Regions from separate parts of the Mus musculus genome. Here regions 1, 3, 4 and 5 are each linked to region 2. A link is a contact called in public HiChIP or PLAC-seq and promoter capture Hi-C data. All regions are on one chromosome and are shown on one strand. The core of a region is the stretch at or near the end of the contact, and the rest is flanking DNA. Distances in the headings are between cores, read along the strand shown.

What was found. Promoter capture Hi-C pulls out the DNA fragments that hold promoters and counts their contacts. HiChIP or PLAC-seq counts read pairs in DNA pulled down with a chosen protein or histone mark.
Region 1: an H3K27ac HiChIP or PLAC-seq map of T-cell acute lymphoblastic leukemia shows a contact between it and region 2, with 7 times the contacts expected there. The contact joins the enhancer-like site here to the promoter of Zfp629 in region 2. A contact is called at or near these places in 2 of 39 promoter capture datasets (embryonic stem cells and neural stem cells), 4 of 484 Hi-C or Micro-C datasets (bone marrow-derived macrophages, cerebellar granule neurons, cerebral cortex and 1 more), 9 of 115 datasets of contacts at active chromatin or transcription factors (T-cell acute lymphoblastic leukemia, bone marrow-derived macrophages, craniofacial prominence and 4 more) and 3 of 9 other capture datasets (adipose tissue, embryonic stem cells and liver).
Region 3: a contact with region 2 is called in a promoter capture Hi-C map of neural stem cells. The contact joins the promoter of Prss8 here to the promoter of Zfp629 in region 2. A contact is called at or near these places in 1 of 39 promoter capture datasets (neural stem cells), 3 of 484 Hi-C or Micro-C datasets (all in embryonic stem cells), 3 of 115 datasets of contacts at active chromatin or transcription factors (the SCID.adh cell line, pancreatic cancer cells and stem cell-derived neural progenitor cells) and 2 of 9 other capture datasets (embryonic stem cells and liver).
Region 4: a contact with region 2 is called in a promoter capture Hi-C map of liver, with 4 times the contacts expected there. The contact joins the promoter of Qprt here to the promoter of Zfp629 in region 2. A contact is called at or near these places in 4 of 39 promoter capture datasets (embryonic stem cells, frontonasal cranial neural crest and liver).
Region 5: a promoter capture Hi-C map of liver shows a contact between it and region 2, with 2.4 times the contacts expected there. The contact joins the promoter of Cd2bp2 here to the promoter of Zfp629 in region 2. A contact is called at or near these places in 5 of 39 promoter capture datasets (cranial neural crest, frontonasal cranial neural crest, liver and 1 more) and 2 of 115 datasets of contacts at active chromatin or transcription factors (double positive thymocytes and pancreatic cancer cells).

Annotation. Positions count from the first base shown.
Region 1 is chr7:127,318,091-127,321,366 of GRCm38.p6, forward strand. All of the region lies in intron 18 of Itgal (integrin alpha L), which reads left to right. Among named protein-coding and RNA genes, the nearest start is that of Itgal, 23 kb to the left of the region's middle. Within about 2 kb of position 1,936, at least 2 of the 459 cell types and tissues checked have an H3K27ac peak or open chromatin away from gene starts, as enhancers often do. A contact at or near this core is called in T-cell acute lymphoblastic leukemia, where this site is marked.
Region 2 is chr7:127,613,323-127,616,541 of GRCm38.p6, forward strand. Zfp629 (zinc finger protein 629) reads right to left here and starts at 1,950. Exons shown (of 3, transcript NM_001362196.1): 1 at 1,761-1,950.
Region 3 is chr7:127,928,408-127,931,620 of GRCm38.p6, forward strand. It overlaps Prss8 (protease, serine 8 (prostasin)), which reads right to left and starts at 1,706. Exons shown (of 6, transcript NM_133351.3): 1 at 1,391-1,706; 2 at 1,150-1,167. The coding sequence starts at 1,475.
Region 4 is chr7:127,120,040-127,123,431 of GRCm38.p6, forward strand. Qprt (quinolinate phosphoribosyltransferase) reads right to left here and starts at 1,990. Exons shown (of 4, transcript NM_133686.1): 1 at 1,934-1,990. The coding sequence starts at 1,946.
Region 5 is chr7:127,194,745-127,198,036 of GRCm38.p6, forward strand. It overlaps Cd2bp2 (CD2 cytoplasmic tail binding protein 2), which reads right to left and starts at 1,333. Exons shown (of 7, transcript NM_027353.4): 1 at 1,185-1,333; 2 at 617-717; 3 at 279-414; 4 at 1-157. The coding sequence starts at 694. It overlaps Tbc1d10b (TBC1 domain family, member 10b), which reads right to left. Exons shown (of 9, transcript NM_144522.5): 9 at 2,715-3,292.

The sequences.
Region 1 (3,276 bases), core at 686-3,185, 300 kb before region 2:
GGCAGCGTGCTTACAGGAAGCGAGCACACTCGTCTGGCTGCTGCCGATGACTTGAGCGAAGTTGACTGGGGCGCATTCTGTGCTGTGCCACCTCTGGGCACTTGCTGTGTTGTGGCTCGTACATGCGACCCTGTTCTGGAGGGGCTCACAGCTGGCTGCCCGAGAAGCCACAGTTGCAATCCTCTTCAATGGTGCTGCTGTTAAATTGGGGACCAGTAATCTATGCCAGAGATCTGAGAGGGTAAAACAAGTCTGCCCATAGAGGTGACCCAGAGGTCCACAAGAGGACAGGTAAGGGTTGAGAAAGACCATCATGTGGTGTAGGCAGAAAAACATTGGAGACTCTGGGGTGATGAGGTCAGAAGGGCTTAGTATCTAGCTATTAGATGTTGCGGAAACATCAAAGAATTTTCACGAGCTTAAATTTTTTTCATGTTCATTATTTTAATTTTGAATGTGTGTTTTGCCTGCGTGTTTGTATTTGCACTACGCATGTGCCCATGGAGGTCAGAAGCAGCATCGGATCCCCTGGACCTGGAGTTTGGGTTACCCTGTATGTGGGTGCTGGAAATTGAGTCCAGGTCCTCTGGAAGAGTGGGCATTCATCTCTTAGCTCCTCCTGAGTGTTTCTTGTGCCAGTGGCAGAAACCCAGTAAGACCTGCCCGATGTAAGCAAGAAAGGCAATTGACAGACCCAGCCTATGGCACAGGCCTGGCTTTATATGTTCTGTATCCAGATACCTGGACAAAGGCATCAAGAGTCTTTTTCTCTCCTTCTCTTTCATTCTGTCCCTGCTCCCTCCTTTATATACCCCAGACTGCTCTGGAACTTTCTATGAAGCCCAGGCTGCCTTGGAACTTCTGGCTTAGCTGCTTCCACCTCCTGAATCCCGATTCCAGGCACGGGGCCTGCGCCTAGCTCAGGAAGCCTACTCCATAGTTCATGTCGCTTATTGTCCTTAAATCAGTACCTCTGTCAGACCTCTGACAACCAGGGAGAGACACCTTCCCTTTGTTGTGACCTGGTCATATCCACACCGCTAGCCAAATGCCAGAGACCAGGCCTTGGTCATATGCATGCCCTGTATGTATGGGGCAACCAAAGTCCTCTGGGGTAGGACCAGATATTTAGGAGAGGGGAGGAGACATTGCTGCCTTCACATAGACAGTTAAGCGCTGGTTCCTGCACTGATGTGGGATGTATTGCAGCCACAGGAACCTGGAGGGAGGAAGGACTGGGTAAGAGTCAGGCTTGAATCCAGGCACTCTGTGGGAGTGGGGATAGGGGATGCATTAAGGGGAGTCTCTAGAGGCAGGATAGCTGGGAACTTGAGATGTGCAGAGAGGCAAAAGACAATGGCCATTTGTCATGTGCATCTGGGTGGGTGATGGCTCTCCACTGCGGGGAGCACTAGAGGGAGCACAACTGTGTCAGGAGAGGAGACTCGAGAGTTCAGCCTTAGAATGTGTGGGATCTGGGTTCTGAATTACCCAAGAGGCAACTAGAGCTGTTCTAGGCGGGGCCTAGATACCTGCTAGGCCTACTCAACTTCAAACCGGAGAGGTTTACATTAACACTGGCTATTTGAGTGTTTGTTGTTGTTTGTTTGGGGAAAAGGTTGTCTGGAATGCTTAATAATCCTGCCTACTTCCGAATTGCTGGGATTACAGGTATGAGCCATCACACCCAGCTAAGAGTGACATACATAAAAAAAAATCTTATATTACAAATATTGATTGGTTGATTGTGTGTGTGTGTATGTGTGTGTGTATAACTTGTAAGAGTCTGTTCTCTCCTTCCATTGTGTGGGAAGTCTTTCTCCTGTACGAGGCCGGAGGAGACTGGCATGGCTTCTGAGATTCTAAATCAGGAGTCAACAAACCAAAGAGCACATGCCTTTTGCTTTTAGAGTTGTGTGGGTTCTGTGGTGGCCACATCTTGTGCTCAAAGATGCCTGGGGTGTAGCTATCACATCTGTGCACCTGGCCAAGGAGAACGGAGCAACACACACAGCTTCCCTTGAAGAATATTTCCTTAAATAGCTACATAGCACTTTTATTGATGTCCCAGGGATTAAAATGTAGTCACCATGATCAGTCACCACGATCACACTCAGCTGCAAGAAAGGCTAAGAAAAGGAGTCTAAAGACTGAAGATGTTTTTTGTTTTGTTTTGTTTTGTTTTGTTTTGAAGTGAAGACTGTTTTAGAGGCAAGAGGTGAGGACCCCCGCGTAGGGGCTGCCAGCAGTCTCTGCCTCCTCCTCTAATGGAAACCCAGGACATCAGGACCTGGCACCTGAGATCACAGTCAATATCAAGAACGCCTTCCTGGGAAATGTCATTAGTTCTGGGTTTTATGAAATGAATGAATTAGTTGTGTGTGTAGGTGGTACTGATATGGTCAAGGGGGATGGGAGACAGACCTCGCTTCTTTCAGAAAAACAGCTGAGGAGGTCAAGGCCCTGGGTTGTTCATGGTTGCCTGGGTAGTGAGCATCTGTGTGAGTGCTGAGGTGGATGGAGAGCCATCAGCAGAGAGAGCACCAAGCCTTTCTCCACGTAAAGAAGAGTCTGGAGGCTGGATTCTTCCAGAAGATCCCACTGTGATAACCTGTGAAGACCTTCCAAGGTTCCACTGCCTTTAGAATATAATCTCAGTGCCCCAGCATTACCCATAGGCTTAGTGGAACCTGAACTGTGTTCTGACTTCATGATCCTTCTGATGGACTGTGCTGGGGCTAGACCTGTTCCCTGGGGGAGGTGGGGGGATGTGTGGCAGGAGGCACAGTCTGTCATGCCTCAGGGCCTATGTATCCTCTGAACTTTTTTCTCCATTTTCTTCACCTGGCTTCCTCTTACTGTTTTAGTGCCCTAGTCAGCATTCTGTGATGGTAACAAATACTCAGATGATCAAGTTATAAAGAAGAAAGGTTCGTTTGGACTCATGATCTCATGGCTATAGTCTGTGATCATCAGTTTTGTTGCTTTAGACCTGTGACAGGTGCATATTATGGTGGGGAGTGCATTGTAAAGCTACTGACCCCCATCACTGTGGCTGGGAAGTAAAGGGAAAGGAAGGAAGAGTTGGGGTGCCAGTGCCAACTTCAAGGGCACACCTCCAATGACATAACATTCTCCAACTACGAGTTAGCTCTTAGAGGCTCTGCCACCATCCAATTACAACACAAGGCTGGGACCAGGCCCTTAACACATGCAGAGGTGGGCGTTCTAGATCCAAATACAGCAGTGAGTGGGGCTGCTGTTGCTTCAGGACAC
Region 2 (3,219 bases), core at 700-3,199:
CTGAAGTCAGGGGCTCCTACAGGAGACGAAGGCAAGGAAAAGGGGAGCCTGACTCGGTGGCATACTTGGGAGATGGAAACCAGAGGATCAGAAGGTCAAGGTCAAGGTCAGTCCCAGCTACCCGAGACCTTGTCTCAAACAAAATGAAGGAGAAAGGACAAGCAAGGAGGGGAGGGAAGCAAGTGTGTAGAGAGCATAGGTGACTACCAGGTGTCTTCTTCCTTTCACTGCCTTGAGAGACTTAAGAGTCATTTGTCCATTTTACAGATTAGTAAGTAGACACTGGGGGAAATGTCTCCAAGGCCCCAAGGCGGGAAGTAACAGGGCTAAGACCACAAATTCCGCGTTCTGTGTTTGGCTTGCCCTGTGGCATGGGTTGACCTTGACAGTCACATGAGACTCCTACTTGTGGTCTCCTGGCAGGAGAGGAGGAGAGCTCGGAAGCCCGAGAATGAGCCAGAAAAGTGCAGGGAAGCCCAGTTCCCTCGGCTGCAAAAGTCAGACCCAGTGAGGAGGTCTGAGAGGCTGCGTCTCTGAGCTCTAGGTACGGATGTCCCCAAAGCCACCCAGACACACACCTGGGGACCCATCCTTCTGCCTTATTCTTTTTGTTGATGCTTCATCACACACCTAGGACAAGTACCCAGTAAAAACTCTGCTGGAGGACTGAGTGAGCTGGACACCTCATGCTCCCAGAAAGCCAGCCTATCTTGTTCAGTGTCTTTTAAGATCAGTTTGCAGATCGATGTCAGAAAAGTGACATAAGTTCGTCAGAGTGAGCCCCCAGGGGAAGGAGTCATATCTGTCACTCAAAATCCCGGGGGTGATCCCCAGGAGAGAGAACAGGGCTGCAGGAGGGCGCTGACATCTAACGGAATCCCTGGAATAATCTACCCTCGGGGTGACAGTGTGCATAGGTACTTTGTGCACAGGGACAAAGAGGACAAAGCTCACCAAGAGGTAGCTGGGGTGTGAAGCAGGTGAAGCAATGGACAGCTGACCAACTGCTAATGCAGCCGAGAAGTGAGTTAGCCATCCCCTATCTCTAAGTGTTTTTAGGGAGAGATGGGGGCCCCCCGGAGAGGAGAAGGTTACCCTGCTGAGCTGACCGAGAACAGGTAGGAGCTTAGATACTTGGACAGAGAAACTTAAAACTCAAGGGCCTACCGTAGAAGGGAAAGAGTTAATAACCAGGCCACATGCAAGAAGTAGCAAAGACTGCGAGGCGACTACTACTGGGAACCAGCCCAGGCCCAAGAGCGCCAGCCTCCTGCCCCGGACGACCCCCAGAGGACCGAGGCGGGAAGGACTGCCGGAGACGGCTGCCTTCCCGCGGAGGTGCGCGCGGCCCAGGGTGACCCTGACCAGGAGGCAGCGGGACCGCCCTCGACGCCGCCCCCCGCACCCCGGCGGACCAAGACTTGAGCGCCTCCGGCCGGGAGCACCCACCCTGTCCCCGGCTCCCAAAGCCCAGGCGAGCCGCCGGCGTTCCCTCCCCGCCGCGGACGCCCAGGCTGCCCGGCTCCGGGAGAGCGGCGGCCGCCTCGCCGCCCCCGGCCGGACTCGCTCTCTGGGCGCGCGCGCCTCCCCTCCCCCACGGCGGTCCCCGCGCGGTTCTCACAATCCCCCGGCCGCCGTCCCCCGCCGCCCCGGGCCCGGCCTGCGCCCCTCGCCCGTCGCCGCCTCCTTGGCCCTATTGTTCCCCGGCGGCTGTCCCGGGCCTCCAGGCCACCCCGGGAACCCAGGCGGCCCCAACTCACGGCTCTGGGGTCTGGGAAAAGCCGAAAGGCAGAGGCCAGCCCCAGGGGACTTAACCCCTTAAGTGCCCTGCCTCGGGGGACGGGCTAGATGCCGGGAACTCTAGGGTCCTTCTCAAGGGGTGATTCCAGGCTGAGGACCCGGGGACCAGTTCAGGGTGACTGGGACGGAGCAGGAAGTGACCCCAGCTTCCCGGGCCCCTCTAGCCTGGAGTCAGAACATCAGCTCTATGGGATTTAACCCTTTGCCTCCCACAGCCTGGGAAAAAATGAGGGGGTGGGTATGGAAGCAAGGAGGTGGCTGATGACGCCCCTCTCCCAGTGTCTAGTGGAATCACGGAAGATCAGCTTTTGGGGGAGCTCAGAGGCCGGCGAAGGTCTTCGGATTTCTGGCCATTCTCTCCAAAGACTCTGCCAGCCGCTCAGTTAAGCTGATCTCAGATTCGGCCGCCGCGGGTCCCCTGAGACCCGCCTTTGTTTGGACTCACCCAGGACTGGGGCTGGTATGCCTGGGTTGGTGATTAGGAGGTGAAAGCAAAGGTTGGGTGGGCTGACCTAGCGGTAAGAGCAGAAGCTAATGGGCCAGGCAAGGCTACCCAGCGCTACGGACCCTCTTACCCACCTCTCACCCCCCCACCGGTGGTCAGGTCTCCCTGGAGGAAGAAACTGACAAGGTAGGCAAGCATTACCCCTTCCCAGCAGCTCGGTGGTAAGGTATGCAACTCACTGCAGGGCAATCCTTCCATAAACTTAGGGAGCAAGAAGTAGTGGTGAATTCCTGTAATTCCGTTGCTTGGGAGACAGAGGCAGGAGGACCTGAAGGTTCAAAATATTCGTGGCCCACATAGCTCCAGGCTACCTAGCGAGACCCTGTTTCTAAACAAGGAACCTCACAGGGCTCCCAAACTGTTCCTGCTTGTGTCTCATTTTCTCCCCACCACATCCTGAGAGAGGACTTAGAATCATCCCCATTTTACAAGGCAAATTAATCAAGACATGAGATGTGAGGTAAAGTTCGAGGCCACAGTTTTCAATGAACCCAGGTGTGAGGAGACCAGAGTTGAACAATTGAACATTCTACCCTCAAAAAGTTCCATAGTAGCTAAGCACACCACCTGTAATCTTCAGCCATTAGTAGGCTGAGGCAGGAGAATCAAGAGTTGGACTTCAGGATCAGCCTGGGATGCACAATAGGACTCGTTTCAAACCTTAAATAAATAAATAAATAAATAAATAAATAAATAAATAAATAAATAAATTCCAAGCCCTGTATGGGAGTGAATAGCTGTGACTCTAGCACTGCAAGCTGACACAGGAAAATCACCATGAATTAAGACCAACCTAGGTGAATATATACTGGCTGGGTCAAACCCCCCTCCCCCACACATGTAGCAGATGTATATAGCTCGGTCTTCATGTGAGTCCTCCACAGCTGGATCAGGGGTTGTCTCTACAGCTTTTG
Region 3 (3,213 bases), core at 456-2,955, 310 kb after region 2:
ATGTGACACACAGGGCAAAACACTTAATTTTTTTTCCCCAGACAGGGTTTCTCTGTGTAGCCCTGGCTGTCCTGGAACTCACTTTGTAGGCCAAGTGGCCTCAAACTCAGAAATCCGCCTGCCTCTGCCTCCCGAGTGCTGGGATTAAAGGCATGCGCCACCACTGCCCGGCACTTAATTTTAAAGAATTAAAAAAAAATAAATTGCAGGTACATATGCCACTATCCTCTGACTATCACACAGCCCCGCTTCCTGTCACAGCCACTGGGCCACTCACTCCTTACCACTGGACCTTTAAGACCAGTCACTCTATTCTGAATGCCTTTCCAGCCTTTCTCCACTAGGCTAGAGAGCCATCCGGGCACAGCCCCTCCATGGCATGTTTGGATCAGCCGGCTAGGTCACAGGTGTCGCTCTCAGCTTCCAGGGCCCTCTCCACAGAGTCCAGGCTGGCTGACACCTGTTCTCATGCCTATGACTGTTCCAACTGCACCAACCTGAGCGTTACCTAGAGACACACCTGTTTCCACCCTCTCCCCATCTGCTGAGCACAGGAGAACTAGGGGTGTGATTGAACATTGCAAGGAAATTGGATTCCTCAGGTTGGGGACCTGAGCCGCTCCCCCCACCCCCCAAGCTAGCAGTAGGCAGAGAAAACACCTAGCTAGATTCTTCCTTCATTCCCTCACAATCCTGACAATGGCTACTACTCAGACTGCAGCTGAGGCGCATCTAGGCTCCAAGGGGCTTTCACTTCCCAATCTCCCGGTCTTCCTCACAGCCCTAGAAGAACAGAACTGAACAGCTTTTCAAGGCAAAGAAACTGGAGCTTTGAAAGATAAGGAGACAAGGCTACTAGATAGTTATGCTCAGACCGGAAACCAGTCTACACTGGAGCTGATCTTCTCAGAGCCACCTCCCCTACCCACACTGAGAGTCAGGCTTCGATTATGCCCGCGGACAGCTCACTGCATCTCTTTACCTCAGTTTCCTCATAAAACAAGAGCCAAGATTCCATACACTCAGAGCTGTTGGGACACTTAGTGTGGCTAAGTGCAAGCCCAGCTAGGCGACAAGTGTTCCTACAACCCGCCAGGGGACACCGAGCCGCTGTGCCCTCACTCCCCCAACTCCCGCAGAAAGCCTCACCTTCAGTCCCGTCAGCTCCTGGAGGGAAAGAAAGAGAGAGGAGTTGGCAGGGAGGCCTGAGTCCCCAGAGCCCTTCACGCCAACCGCTTCCCCATAGGGTGATTCCTTGTTTGGGGGACTAACAAGAGAAGAGGGGAAGACGGTAGGAACACGGAGATTCGCGAATTCAGTCTACACGGGGACCAGCCTGCTCTCACCGGGGCTCCTTCTCCAACCCTCCCTCCCGCGGATCCATACTTACGGATTCCCGACTGGAGCAATCCGAGAAGGAGCAGAATGGTCACAGCTTCCAGCTGCCCAAGTCCCAGGCCCACCCTTAGGGCCATGGCCTAGGACAAGGGCCCCCCGAAGGAGCCCCTAGGTAGAAAGGGAAGAACCAGAAGGCTGGTTTTGAAGGCAGGATCTAGGTGTGGGATCAGAGTGAGGAATCCCAGGATCTAGGCTGGGAAGGTGAAGCAGGCTTCTCGGCAGAAAATGGCCAGGGGGAAGACGGGACACACCTTTAGTCTCTCTGCAGTGACCAGCGTGGACCTGTTCTGCCTTACAATTTGGTCAACAGAGACCTCTCCAGGCACTTCAGGAGCCAACCACCTGTGGGCTCCTCCCTCAGCCACGCCCTCCTCCTCCTCCTCGGAAAGCAGGCTTTTTTTTTTCCTGCTTCTGGCCTCTGTGGTCCTTTCCTGGATCCTTTCGCAGTGGGTGCTTTTGATACAGGAAAACTGATCCTGGACAGTCAGAAAGCAGTCCCAGGCAGGACTGGGAACCCTAAGGGCCAGCCAAGTACCCCAGGTCTTATTGGTCACTCAGTTATCACCCCCCCTCCCCCCACTCCTAGTCCCCTCTTCCCCGACAACCTGGCCTGGTCTAGACCTTATTAAGGTAGGGCCACAGCCGCTGCTCAGCCCTTCCCATCCCTCCTCAGGCCAGGTATCTAAAACTAGCATGGGGGAATGCCCCAGGCCAAAGCCATTCGTGGCAGGCCCTCTGTAGAAACACCTTCCTGCAGGTGTTGAGCACGGCTGGCTATTGACAATCATCCGGTAAGTATTTGCTAAGTACCTATCTGTGCACCCGGCACAAGTGGCAGACTGTACCATCTATGACCTCCTTAAGATGATGATGAAGTGGGGATGTCAGACTCGAATCAAGTAACAAAAGGCAATTATTGATTAATCATTTCAAATTAGGAGCTGTGATATAGACCCAATTAGTGGGACTCTCAACTGCACAGTAGCTGCAGGGCTCGTGGAAGAACAACGCTGGGAACCAAATCCTCAGAGGGCATGGAAAGATGCCAACCAAACAACACTGGCAAAGTTAGGCCAGGTGTGGTGGCACGTGTCTTTAAAGCCAGTTGTGCTTTGTCCCACGGAGGCACAGGCAGGCAGATGTCTGTGAGTTTGAGGCTAGACTGGTCTACATAGCAAATTCTAGGATAGCCAAGGCTACATAGAGAAAAATCTCTAAAAAAAAAAAAAAAAAAAGCCGGATGTGGTGGCACACTCCTTTAATCCCAGCAGCACTCAGGAGGCAGAGGCAGGGGGATTTCTGAGTTCGAGGCCAGCCTGGTCTACAAAGTGAGTTCCAGGACAGCCAGGGCTATACCGAGAAACCCTGTCTTGGAAAAAAAAAAGAATAAATAAATAAATAAATAAAGACAAAGCCGGGGTGTTGTGAAGTAGGTAGGGTAGGAGTTCAGGGAAAGGCCTAGGGAAGGCTCGGTGGTAAAGCAATTCCCACGTGCAGGCCCATAAAAACCCAGGTTCCGATCCCTGGCTTTCTGTAAAGTGTGAGTGTGGCGGTTCACAGCTGCAACCCCAGGACAGTCCTGGGTGGGAGTCAGCAGACCCTGGGGCTTTGCTGCCCAGCCAGTCTAGGCGAACCAGCAAGGTCCAGGTTCATGAAACCCTGCCTCAAGACAGGCTGGAGAGCAGCAGCCTCAGAGTTTGCTTGTGCTGGTGCATGCATGTGTGTGTACACATGAGTAACAGGGCACAGGAGTTCACAGAAAGGCAGCCCGTGTGCCGGCCGTCTGTGGGTATGGATATGGGTTAGGTTTAAGCT
Region 4 (3,392 bases), core at 740-3,239, 490 kb before region 2:
CAGGCTAACTTTTGTGTGAGTCCTGGGGAATCTGAACTCATGCTGGTAAGGCTGGTACTTTACCCACTGAGCCCTCTCTCGAGACCCCATCCTTGAGTATGTGAGGTTTTTAATTTATTCTTATTAAGAATTTGGGTCTGGAGCCTGTGGTGGATCACACACCAGTAATGTCAGCACTTGGGAGGCTGGGGCTCATCGTAAGTTCAAGGTCACTCTGAGCTACATGAGTTGCAAGCCATGTTGGGCTGTGAATCAAGACCCTGGAGATGTGGCCCTGCATATCACTGAGGCTCAAAGGTTAAGTCCACACTGTTCTTGCAGAAGATCCAAGTTCTGTTCCTAGCACACACATCAGGTGGCTCACAACCGCCTGTAACTGTAGGGAGACCCAATGCCTATGGCATCTGGCAACCCCACACATGTGTGCATAACTCCTGCCATGCATAAACAGAATTTAAAATATTAAAAAAATACTCTGTCTTAGGAATAAACAAAACCAGGCACACCCCTTTAATCTCGGCACCCGGGAGGCATAGGCAGGAAGATTGCTGAGTGTTCCAGCCCAGCTAGGGCTCCACAGTGAGGACCTGTCTCAAAACTAAATGAATAATCAGAGGGGAAAGACAGTTCAGGAGGCCCCAAGCTCCATCCCCAGAGACGTACAAAGGTGGAAAGAAGAAGAGAACAACCTCTGAAAAGATGTCCTCTGACCTCCACACTGTGACACCTGACACCCCCACCACCATGCACTCACATACAATAATAAGTTTAAAAATTCAGAAACCCGGGTTGGATGAAAAATGCCATTATTGAACCCCCTTTCTCAGAAAAGGGAATCCATGGCTATTTTCTCAGAATTTCATATTCATGTTGGGCATCCATGCCCTCCCTGAACACCCACCCACAGTTCCTCAGTAAAGAACTCAGGAACCGGGACACTTGCAAAGGTGGTTGAGTTTCCCTACCACCCTGAAGCATCTTCCAGATGCAGAAACCTAGAATCCTTCTGGGTAACTTCCCAGGGTTCCCACAGCTGTGAATCCCCTGGCCTCAAATCCAGGGCAGTGTTAATGTTAGGAGGGAAAGGCAGACCAGGCAGAACACACGGGTTTGATCCCAGCACTTGGCAGGCGGCCGGCGGCAAATTTCGGTAAGTTTGAGGCCAGCCCGATCAGCACAGGCAACTCCCCAGATTCTAGCCAGACCTACAAATCCAGAGCAGGCTCCACAGGCAGGCCAGAGGAGTTGCATGCAAACCGGCAGGAAAGTGGGGAGGATGGGGGAGGAGGCCCCAGGGAGGAAAGGGAAACACAAAAGATTTAAATAAGAGCGGCAAACCTACTAGGGTGGAAGGTCTTAAGCATGCTGCGCAAGTGTCGACCACTGAGCTACACCCCAGACCCAATGCTACTGCAAGAAAAAGAGGCTGTGAGGCTGTAGAAGTCTTCCGATGGCCCTGCAGCCTGTCCTTGATGCACTCTAGGCTCAAGCAGGTGCTGTGAGTCCCAAGCCAGACTCTGCGGCCTGAGCGCAGTCTCCGACTTCATCCCCTCCCCGCCCCCCACACTCTACAGGGATGAGACCGGACTTTGCCTCCGCTTCTCTTGGCTGCTAACAAGGGACAGAGTCCAGGGCTGCTCCCCTTTCCAAACTCCCACTACCAGTCCATCTGACCCCAGCAGAGCAACCCCATCCATTCTGTTCCCAAGCTTCTGCCCTTCCGTAGGGCTCAACACAGAAAGAACCGCGAAGCAAGAGGAGGATTTTGGAGGTTCAAACAAGACAGAGAGAAGCGGACTTGGGAACAAGATCCAAGGAGAGGCCACAAGGGGTTCTTTAGAGAAGAGAGAGGGAGGCAGATGGCTGAAATAGGAAGAGGGACGGGCAGTAGGGGACATAGAAAACAGGAACACAGAGCAGAGACTTAGGTCACCTTCAGGGTCCATGGTGACTTGGAGCAGCCAGCGGGTCAGTGTGTTCACCACAGTTCAGGTCGAATGTTCCCAGAAGCTGAGGCTGGGGGTGGGGCTGCCAGAGAGAGGGGAGGGAGGGGCCGAGCTGGGTCAGTCCTTCCTAAGAGCCCTCACGGTACACCTCTTTGGACCCTCGCTGAGCCAGCCCCACTGCGAACCCCAGAATCAGTGGGAAGTGCTCAGCTGTGAGCACTTAGAAATTCTGACTCCTCTGGCACCAAACAGGCCCTGTTTTCTCCACTTCCAGCCCTGCTGGAGCTCCCTCGGAGTGCAGGGCCATGAATGCCGGACCTCACTCTCCTATGAGGGCCGGAAAGCCTTGTTAGTGGTGTGCTGGGAAAATCGTGGATCCCAGACCTGCACTCAAGCCCCAATTCCGTTCTCCCTAACCCCACCAGAGAGAGGCTCTCACTGTATAGATCCACCTCCTGTGTCCCCAGCCCGTGCTAGGATTAAAGCGCGCACAAGCACATGCGGCCCATTCTCTTTTTATCTCAAATTTTCTGAGGGACAGAGTAGGAACCCCACAAATATCCCCTCATCCCTCCCACTTTTCCTGAGAGCTGCAGTCTGAATGTGCTCCCCCAAAGTCAGTGTGTTGAAAACTTACCCCCCCAAATTTATAGAAATTTGGAGGAGGGGTTTTGGATGAGGCCCTAAGGGTGACGGAGGAGACTGTAGCATCAGTGACTTTGTAGCAGACTGAGAAATATTGCATGTTCTGGATCATATGTGGCTCCTAGCTCTAAATCTTTGGTCATGTATGTTTAACCTGGAGTACACGTGGGAGCCAGAAAACTAGAGATGGACCACAAGGGTGGATACCTAAGGGCTGGGTCAGGGAAATAAAGTAGAGAAGGATGGAATGGGGAAGGGTCAAACCTGGGGGAGGGAGCAAGGTTAGCCAAAATAAAAGGTATATGAAAAAGCTATAGGGAAACCATCTTCCAACCCAAGAAAAAACTATTAGTGAAGATAGTAGAACACTGAGATGTGAAACGAGAGAGAGAGAGAGAGAGAGAGAGTGAGAGAGAGAGAGAGAGAGAGAGAGAGAGAGAGAGACTCAGGGTTAAAGTGAAGAAAAGAGATTCAGAAAAGGGTGGGGGGAAGGGAAGCCCAAACTAAGCGTATATGAGGAAGCATTGCAGGAACCCACTGTTCTGAAAGCTATTTTTAAATATATAATATTTTTTAAATAGGGAGTTGAGCAGAAGTACCCTGCATGAGTGCTTCCCAGAAGACATGAATTATTAAATGAGAACCTCAGTGCCGGGGTGAGCCCTCTCCCTGTGAGTTACTGGTCAGTAAGGCTCCAGATGCTCCGAAAACAGCACACTACTGCTATTGCTCTTGGCTGTGCACCGTAACTACAGGGTGAGACTCGATTGCTGAGAATACCACTCCTAATGCAGAACATAA
Region 5 (3,292 bases), core at 83-2,582, 420 kb before region 2:
CAGTCAATGTTGTCCAGCCAGCTGTCTCGGATCTGCGCATCCTGGTTCAGGAAGTAGTTGCCATCAGCATCAAAGTGGCCTTCCTCCATCTCTTCCTGCAGGTTGAAGGGTGTGATCCTCACACCGCCCTCACTAGGGAGAGTAGCTGCTTCCTGACCTGCACCGAAGACATTGGGGGTGGGGCATGCTAGACACGCAAAAGGGAAGCAGGCACACCTCCCACCTCCATCCTGAAGGCTTGTCCCCCCAACTCAGTTAACGCTTCGGACATAGCTCACCTTCTACATCCTCTGAGGCCAGGATATCATATTTGCTGGACCCTTCCTCATCATCATCCTCTTCATCACTGTCTAAAGAGTGCTTGCCTTTGAAGCGGCTCCCAGGACCACCTGCTGCAGCCACAGGGTCCACCAGCTGTGAGGAGGCCGAAGCAAATGAGAAATGCAGCCAACTGGGTAGTTCCCCAGATACTCCAGGATCTGTACACAAATCTTTCCAAACCCAGTGCGCCGGGGAAAACTAACACTTCCTTGGCTTCCCGGCTTTCCTCCCATCAGATTTCTCCTTCTTCTTTCCTCTCAGTCCTCCACGGAAATTCGAAATCTGGCCATCTCACCTTCTTTTTGGGCACACTGATTTCATCTTCACCATCCTCATCTCCAACACCCTGAAAAGTCACTTTCCTCTTTGGCATGATTGGCTGTGGATTTCCTCCAGCTGGACCTCGGAAAAAGATATGTAGTGAGGAAGTGAGGTAAGGAGAGAGGACCGCGGGGGAGTGCAGGGGCCACCAACATTTTTCCTGGTAAATGTGAGCGAGGACAGATCGCTAAAGCATCTGAGAGAACTAGCAGGCACGACGTCCGGGGTTGGTTGGGCAATTCTGAGGCCCGGAGGAGAGGCGATGGGAAGGATCTCCGCCCCCGCGTGGACCCTGCGGGTATTCCCACCCGGGGATGGGGAGTCAGGTTCCCCTACGTCACCACTCCCCTACCAGTCCGGAGCTACCGAACTCAACCACCTCTCCCACCCGAGTGCTCACAGAGGCCGGTCGGACCCAAGAGCTGGAGCTGCCTAGATCCCCGAATACCACGTAGCGACCTGCTCGGCCATGTCCTTGGCGTACAAACTAAAGGCGAAGCAAACCCGCGGGGATTCAAACAATCTTACCCGCCGGTGCTCACCTAGGAACCCAGGGTCAGGCGGGGAAGAAAAGGAAAGATGCTTTCGCCGGTATTACATCCGGGGCACCCGCCTTCATCACCCGGAAAAAAACCGTGGAGACCGGCATAGGACCCGGAAGTGGCTTCACTTCTATTCAAAAAGGGCGGATGCATACCATTAGCCAAGGCCGACTCGCGGCAGGAAGTGACGCAAGACCTGCAAAGACTCGCGTGAACTACGTCCTTGCCTCACGGGACTTGAGGATGGCGGGAAATGTTTTATTATTCCTCTACGATGGAGGCTACAGTGAGGATAAGGACGTGGTGTGCTAAGAGGTTCCCAAGGCCTGGATGGAGAGGCACAGGCCGAACAGAGGCTTCGGGCTTCCGTTTGCATGTATGGATAGGGTTCTGTACGCCTAGTGGCCTTCAGTAGACACCCGGGCTTCCGATCTTAACGCAGTCCCAACACTCGGGAAATTGAAACAGGATTGATTGTCGCGAGATTGACGACAGTCTGGGATACAACATGAGACCGTCTATTTTTAAAGAAAGTCTTGCTCTTCTCTCTGAGTCCTGCTTCTGATTATAAGCGCTCGGGCACCTTCCAAACCAAGCCCTTTTAGAACCCAGGAGTCATTTGCACCATGTCTATTCTCCCACTTAATTCCTAGTTTCTGTAGCGGGACAACCATCACAGGAGGTGCCACTGGCTTCCGTCCGTGGCCTGTAACCAGGCAGAAGCCCATCAGTTACACGAAGCCTACCTCATCCCTTAGCAAACTGCCAAAGGGCTGGGATCCAGCTCCTGCAAAGCTGGGGCCAGGTGAGATCTTCCCCAATAGTGAGGTTTAGATCTGGAGCTCTGGGGAACAACTCAAACCTCAACGCCTCCACCCCCGTCCCCACCCTCGGCTAAATAGCTCCGGTGATCCTACTAGAGTTGGAAGAGGGCAGCCAGATGGACCACGCCTTTCTCCTCCAGGGTTTTCTCCCATTGTGAATCATGAAACTTCACTTCTGTGGGTACAGAACACAAGTTCTAGACCAGGAGGGCATCTTGCTACAGACAGGACCCTGAAGAAAGCAGCTCTCAGCACTGCTGGTTCATCCGGAGGGGGTTTTCTCTACCTGGAGACCACACACCCTGATCCCCTTTCTGCTGAGAAGTGCCAAGTGGAGCTTTACGGCCACAGAAGCCCACACCTTTATCATCCTGACCCGGAGTAGAGGGTGTGTGGCAAAGATCTAGCCACAGAAAACAAGAGCTGCGCAGTTTGGTTGTGTGTACCTGCTGGGATGAACCCCAGGCAGTTAGTCTACCCTAGACGCCCAGGGAACTGCACCAAGCTGCTGACCAAGAACCCAGCCCAATCTAAAGATGGTGGTTTTGCACACACTCTCAGGCCCCTCCTTCAGCTTCCAGGGGGCTGAAGCCATTGGAAAGGCGATCCCAGTCCTGCAAGCTGTGCAGAGGATCCCAGGAGGCCAGTGAGAGTGGGAGCAGCAGAATCCAGGCAAAGCTGAGGAGGAAGGAGCTGGACCACTATGTTTGTTGATGAGAGATGAAGTGAGCGTTTACTGTGACTCCTTTTGGGGGTCGAATACTATTCACAGAGGTTGCCTAAGACTATCAGAAAACAGAGACGTACATTATGATTCATAGCAGTAGTATACTGTTATTAAGTAATAATGAAAATAATTTTATGGTTGGAGTCACCACAATATAAAGAACTGTATTAAAGGGTCACAGCATTAGGAAGATTGAGAACCAGTGGTCCAGATGTTCCTGCCAAGACCTGCAGACTGAACCTATGGAAAGTCAGACTTTGTGCCTGCCTCCCCCACTCCCCTTACTCTACAGCACTCTTCAAATAACAAGGCGGGAGACAGATATAACAGCAGGTTCATTTTCCGGTTCCTCAAAGCGCCACAAAACTGCCACTGAGGTGGGACCAAGACAGAAGAGAATGTAAACATTGGGTTCCACCCCTGGACTCAAGGGAAGACCCTTATTCAGAGAGGGGCTTGATGGCTAGAAAGGAACAAAATCGAAGACAGACTTTGTGACTGCAGCAGAGAGGCCTGAGCATACAAAGCAAGTGAGTTAGGAGAGAGCAGGGCACGGG